Regions from separate parts of the Sus scrofa genome. Here region 2 is linked to region 1. Evidence: chromatin contacts called from public Hi-C data. All regions are on one chromosome and are shown on one strand. The core of a region is the stretch at or near the end of the contact, and the rest is flanking DNA. Distances in the headings are between cores, read along the strand shown.

Region 1 (2,997 bases), core at 145-2,644:
GGCGTGGGGCTGAGAACCGGCCAGGCCCCAGGGGTGGCTGGGCAAACGGGATGCCCAGGAAGACATTCACAAGGCGGTCAGTGCCCTTCACGCCCACCTGCCGGCCTCGCACGCGGCCCAGGGTGGTGTCGACTTCAGGTTGAGTGGCCTCTCGCCCTGAGGGCGGGACAGAGGGGTTGGGGTGAGTCTGCAGCCTCCATGAAAGGATAGGGTAGCCGATGGACTCCCTAAATGTCGGCTCTCTGAGCACCTACTCTGCCAGGCCCTGTTCTGAGCACTTCGCTGAACTTCCCCAGCCTGCCTGTGAGGTAAGTCTCGCAATTAACCCCACTTCCTCCTCCCTGCCTTGGCATCACTACCTCTCTCCTCCAGGCCAGACTAGCCCGAGTGAAGGAACCAAGCTCTCCTTGGTCCCACAGAACTGTGGGGTGAGGGTAGGAGATGGGCTTGGGCCTTGGGCCAGCCACTCACACTCTCTAAACCTCAGATTATTCATCTGCTGAAGAAGATGTAACAAATACATCTTTTTATTTTCTCTATTCTTACATTTTGACATTAGGAAGCTTGCTAACCCTGGACGGCCTGCCCTCCCAGGGCTAGCCTGTTCTCAGAAATGGTCAACAGCTCACTGGAAAGTGTGGCCTTCAAATGCAAACCAATCAACTCAGAGCCCCTGCACCAGGGCACCTCTTCTGAGGGCCCTTGATACTCCTGGCCACTAGCTACCTGCCCTAATCACCCCACGGTTAGACATCTAAGGACAGCCCCATGCCCAGAGCCCGCTGAAGTCATTCCAACTAGACCATCTAAACCTCCTTGGCCTGCCTTACCCGTTTCTTCTCCAGCAAACAATAGAAACTCTCATCCACATTTCCCCTTCATGCCTTCTGCTTCTGGAGGAACTCCAGCTTCCCTGAGCAGCCCTGCAGGCTATGACGTGCCCCCTGTTTCTGGCAATGGGGAGCAGACTTTTCCTTTCATGACAGTCATTTCTATGGCCATATCTTACTGATTAAGGCAAATCCTAGGTCCCCTTAAAATATGACAATCCAGTCCCTGGGCAGGGCTGCTCTGGAGATCCACATGACAGCGAGGGCAGAGTTCCTGCCCAGAGAAGACGCATGACCCTGGCATTCCTCCCCATGGAGGGCTTCCTCCCTGAGCAGGCTGCCCAGCCCTCCCTTCCCTCACTCGTGCTTCCTCCCTCTGAGTCCTCCCACCACCCAGAAGATCCCACTTCTGCAGGTCCTGCAGGTGTGTCTTACCAGTGACTGCAGCAGAGAGGGCCACAAGCACACAGGCCACCCAGACCAAGAGCCTGGACGCAGTTCTTACCACTGTCTCCATGCTCCTCTCTTACAACTGACTATGGGCAGAAGTGGCAGCACGTAGAATCAGCTCCCTGACCTTCGGGACATCCAATCTCTAAAGGGCTGTTAGCAAAAGCTCAGCGGACCGCCCCGCCTGGCTGGTGGCCAACTCTAAGAACCAGCATCTAGTGCCCAGGCTGGGGGAGGAGGAGGGCGGGCCTGGGAGCGCACCCGCCCTGCAGGGGCCTGAGTGATAAGACAGACTGGCAACAGAAGGAGCTCTGCAGCCCCAGGTTCAAGTTTCTCCTCTTCTGACTCTAAGACTTCCGTGAGACCTTGCACACTCATTGCGAGACACACACATCACCTACACGAGGGCCATGACCCCAGTGCCATTCCTGCTCCGCGTGAGCCAACAGGCCTAGGGTTGGGCTGGTATCTGGTCCTGCCTGCCAGGGAGCGCCTGAGCCCTGATGTGGGATGGAAGGAACTGAAGTTGATGCTCTTTTTTTTTTCAATTGAAGTTAAAGTCACATATTATAAAATTAACCATTGTAAAGTATACAATTCAGTGGAATTTAATGTATTTGCAATTTTGTGCAACTACCACATCTAGTTATAAAAACTCTTTCATTAACCTCGCCCTGTACCTATTAATTAGTCACTCTCTATTCCCACCCCTGCCCCTTACCTCCCAAGCCACTACCCACATCCCCCAATAACCATTAATCTGCTTTCTGCCTCTGTGGATTTACCTATTCTGGATATATCACATAAAGCAATCATGTGATATATGCTCTTTTGTGTCTGGCTTCTTTCCCTGGCATCATGTTTTTGAGGTTCATCCAAGTTGTAGCACAGATCAGTATTGTGTTCCTCTTTATGACTGAGTAATATTTCAGTGTATGGCTGAATGATAATTTGCTTATCCTTTCGTTCACTAATGGATATTTGGGTCGTTTCTCCCTTTTGATTGTTATAAATAATACTGCTATAAACACATGAGTACAAATTTCTATGAGGACCTATATGGTCATTTCTCTCAGCTGCATGGCTAGGAAGGAAACTGCCAGTCACACGGTAATTTTATGTTTAATGCTTTGAAAAACAAGCAAACCTTTTCCTACAGTGGTAGGAGGAGGCTCTTACACAGCCTCGGCACCTTGTGCCTGAGCAGCCCTGCCATGGGACCCCAGGACTGAAGATACCCAGGGCGTATGTTGGGGCGACCATTGCATAAACCCACTCTTTGGAGGATCTTCAAATGACAGGGAAGAAGCAGGGTACTACCCTCAACTGGCCCTGAGGCCAGGGTCAGAACAGTGCAACAGGGCATAAAGACACTTTCTGGAGCAATAGAGGCATTTTAAAACTTGATGTGATGGTGGTTGTATGTCTCATACATTTATCCAAATTTATCAAATGTACACCTAAATCAGTGAATTTAACTGTAAGTAAATTATTCCACAATAAAGCTGTTAAAACAAGAATTAGTCCTGGGAACTCACATTTGGGAATTACATTGTGCACATGCAGGACTGAAAAACACACAGAGGCATGTATGTCATAAATGCTTTCAGTATGTAGGAGGGAAGCATTGTGCAGCCAAGTGGTGAAAAGTTCAAGGTTATACTTTTCTGCCATCTGGTGGCCAGAGTGGGCAATGCCAGAATGTCTATCCTTCAAG
Region 2 (2,780 bases), core at 50-2,549, 36 kb before region 1:
CCTTAAGCTTCACACCCCCATCGTGGTTAAATCCAGCTGCAAGTACTTCTCATCCTTGTTGTAACATAGCCAGTGGGGCAGCTTCCCACCATTGGGGTTTCTGCCCAGAAGAGAGGATTATTCCTGTGCATCTTGCCTCCTTCTCTCACCCTTCTCTCATTCACCTTGCCTCATCTTGCCTCCTTCTCTCACCCTTCCCTCATTCACCTTGCCTTGGGAGTTGGGGGTCCAAGAAGGCTTTTCAGAGATGATACTTAGATCTTCAAGAAAGAAGAGGAAAGCGTATAGCAATGAGGCACCTTCCAGGCAGAGGGAACAGTATGGGCAAAGGGTTGGAGGTATGAAGGCCCAGGGCTTTGGGAGGAAGCGCAAGTACAGGGTTAGGTAAAAACACGGAATGTGTGAAGAGGATGGATCCGGAGAGGAGTTGAAACAGGAAGTGTTTTAAAAAGTTTTGTGCCAAGCTAAGGGGATGGGACTTTACCTGGGAGCAGAGGGAAGCCATGCAGAGTTTGAAGAGGTGATAATTCAGAAAGACCCCTTGAGTGTCATAGGAAGATGGACAGAATGCAGAGAGAATGTGGAGATGGGGAACTAGGCATCTCTGCCAGGGAACCCCCCCCACCCCCCCACAGCCCAGCTTGGTCAGACACCCCTTGATGCTCTCAAAGTGCCTCTGATCCCGCAACACAATCCTCACTAAACCAGATTGTAATTTGATGTTTTTTGTTTGTTTGTTTTGCTTTTAGGGCCACACCTGAGGCATGTGGCGGTTCCCAGGCTAGGGGTCAAATCAGAGCTACAGCTGCCAGCCTACGCCACAGCCACAGCAACGTGGCATCTGAGCTGCACCTGAGACCTACCTTACAGCTCATGGGAACACTGGATCCTTAACCCATCAAAGGAGTCCAGAGATTGAACCCGAGTCCTCATGGATACTGGTTGGGTTCGTTAACTGCTGAGTCACGACGGGAACTCCCCTGATGTTTCTGTTAAACATTAACAAGCCTCTGGAGAAGGGGGTCATGTCTGTGATAGCCTTGAACTCCAGCTCCCAGTATTGAGCTGGGCATGAGAGAGCATTGACAGTGACTGTGGAGTGCTTGAGTGAGTGAAGAGTGTGGTCATGGGACAAAGAGGAACCTATTCTAGGGACATCGAGGACCTGGTGACTGACTAGGGAAAGATGGGACATTCTGCTTGGGTTGATCACACATTTTCTGTGGGACATGCAAGGACAAGTATCTGAAACAGCTGGTCATCAGGTTTAGAATGACTGCCCAGATGAGTCAGGGGCCCAGACTCACCCTGTGCTGGCAGAGTTGGCCCAGTATTTCATCATCCAGAGGCTCAGCACCTTCTCCTTCCTGGAGGCAGAATGGAATGTGGCGTTTGGAACAGAGCATGGGGTGCTGACATGTGATCAGCAATGGAAGGTGGGTCAGAATACAAAGGTGGGGAGACTGGAAGTCCAGCGTGGGTGGCAGGTGGGGCTGTAGCCCCTTTGGAGAAGGGCCTCCAGAAGATGAAGCCGATCTCATCCCCATGGTCTGCACCATCAGTGCGGGATTGGTAATGATGCTGGGAGTGTGGTGCTCAATTTGTACACGTAGACAGGGAAGCCAGCATCTATGAACAGGGAAACTGAGAGGGGCTGCAGGAAATGGCCTGGCCTGGGCTTCTCATCCAACCCACGAATTCCACCCACCTGCATCAAGCTGGGTAAAGAGCTTGGGCTTCAGAACCAAGGGAGCAGATTTGAATCCTGTCCATGCCATTCATTAGCCACGTGACCTGGGGCAACTCACTCAACCTCTCTGAGCTGTAGCTCATCTGCCAACTGAGGACATGAAAATAATTCATGGGATTGTGGCAAGGATCGCAGAAGCCTTTCTGAACTTGCCTCTCTCTGTTTAACATTTACGGTTCTTCACTGTCTACCTCTGCAGCCCCTCCTGTGACCTCTCACCCACATGTTGCCCAAGCCCTGGTCAGCCTGGGCAGGATCTCCAAGGTGCCCCTAAGTCTGTCAGTTCTTCCCTGAACATGCTAGGCTGTCTCCTCTGGGCGGACCTTGGTCTTGCCCTCCTCAGCCCCAGGGAACAGCCCCTCTTCTCTCACAGTTGATAGCATGCTGCCTCTTTTGTGGCCACGTGGAATCCTACACCAGCCCAGAGGAACAGAGAGCATGGGTGAGCACTTGGTAAGTCCAGTGGCAGGAGTGGACAGGGGGTGCCCACTCCCAGGGACCCCACATACTTCAGTGATGGCGGGCAGCCTACAGCGTGGAGTGCCCAAAGGTAGCGCCCCCAGCTAGGTCTTCCAGACGGCTCTGTAACATTTTCCAGTCATGGTCATCGATATCACCCAGGTACTCCTCCATCACCAGTGGTAATTGCTCCTTGGTGATATTCTGGCTGGGGAAGCCACATCCACCCTGAGGTATGGGGTGCCAGCTGGGCCGGAGGTGGGCACACCAGTAACTGGACCCAGGCTCAGCAGCCCCAGGGGTTTTTGGCCTGGGGGAAGGGAGACAGGGAGCTTCCCAGGAAGGTCTCCCTCTTTGATGATTCTTACCCCTATGTTTTTGCTGCATGAGAACTGCCTGCCGTGTCCCTGAAGAAGCCCCAGGAGACTTGCCCACCAGCAGCCATCTGATTCCGTGCCAAACCCCAGGCCTCCCAAGAAAGACCTCTGTTCTGGCCGGGAGCCCTTTGTGAAGAGAAGCTACTAGGTAAAAAGCGGGGCGGGGGGGGCGGTCAGCCTTGTCCAACCAAACT

Evidence for each region. Hi-C and Micro-C count contacts between places; a contact is called where the count stands out from the background.
Region 2: a Hi-C map of liver shows a contact between it and region 1, with 2.9 times the contacts expected there. The contact joins the enhancer-like site here to the promoter of CES3 in region 1. A contact is called at or near these places in 1 of 5 promoter capture datasets (liver), 7 of 47 Hi-C or Micro-C datasets (embryonic fibroblasts, fibroblasts, liver and 1 more) and 1 of 2 datasets of contacts at active chromatin or transcription factors (alveolar macrophages).

Annotation. Positions count from the first base shown.
Region 1 is chr6:27,626,109-27,629,105 of Sscrofa11.1, reverse strand. It overlaps CES3 (carboxylesterase 3), which reads right to left and starts at 1,394. Exons shown (of 14, transcript NM_001243625.1): 1 at 1,266-1,394; 2 at 1-156. The coding sequence starts at 1,347.
Region 2 is chr6:27,662,005-27,664,784 of Sscrofa11.1, reverse strand. It overlaps the pseudogene LOC110261349. Among named protein-coding and RNA genes, the nearest start is that of CBFB, 21 kb to the left of the region's middle. Within about 2 kb of position 1,299, at least 12 of the 83 cell types and tissues checked have an H3K27ac peak or open chromatin away from gene starts, as enhancers often do. A contact at or near this core is called in alveolar macrophages and liver, where this site is marked.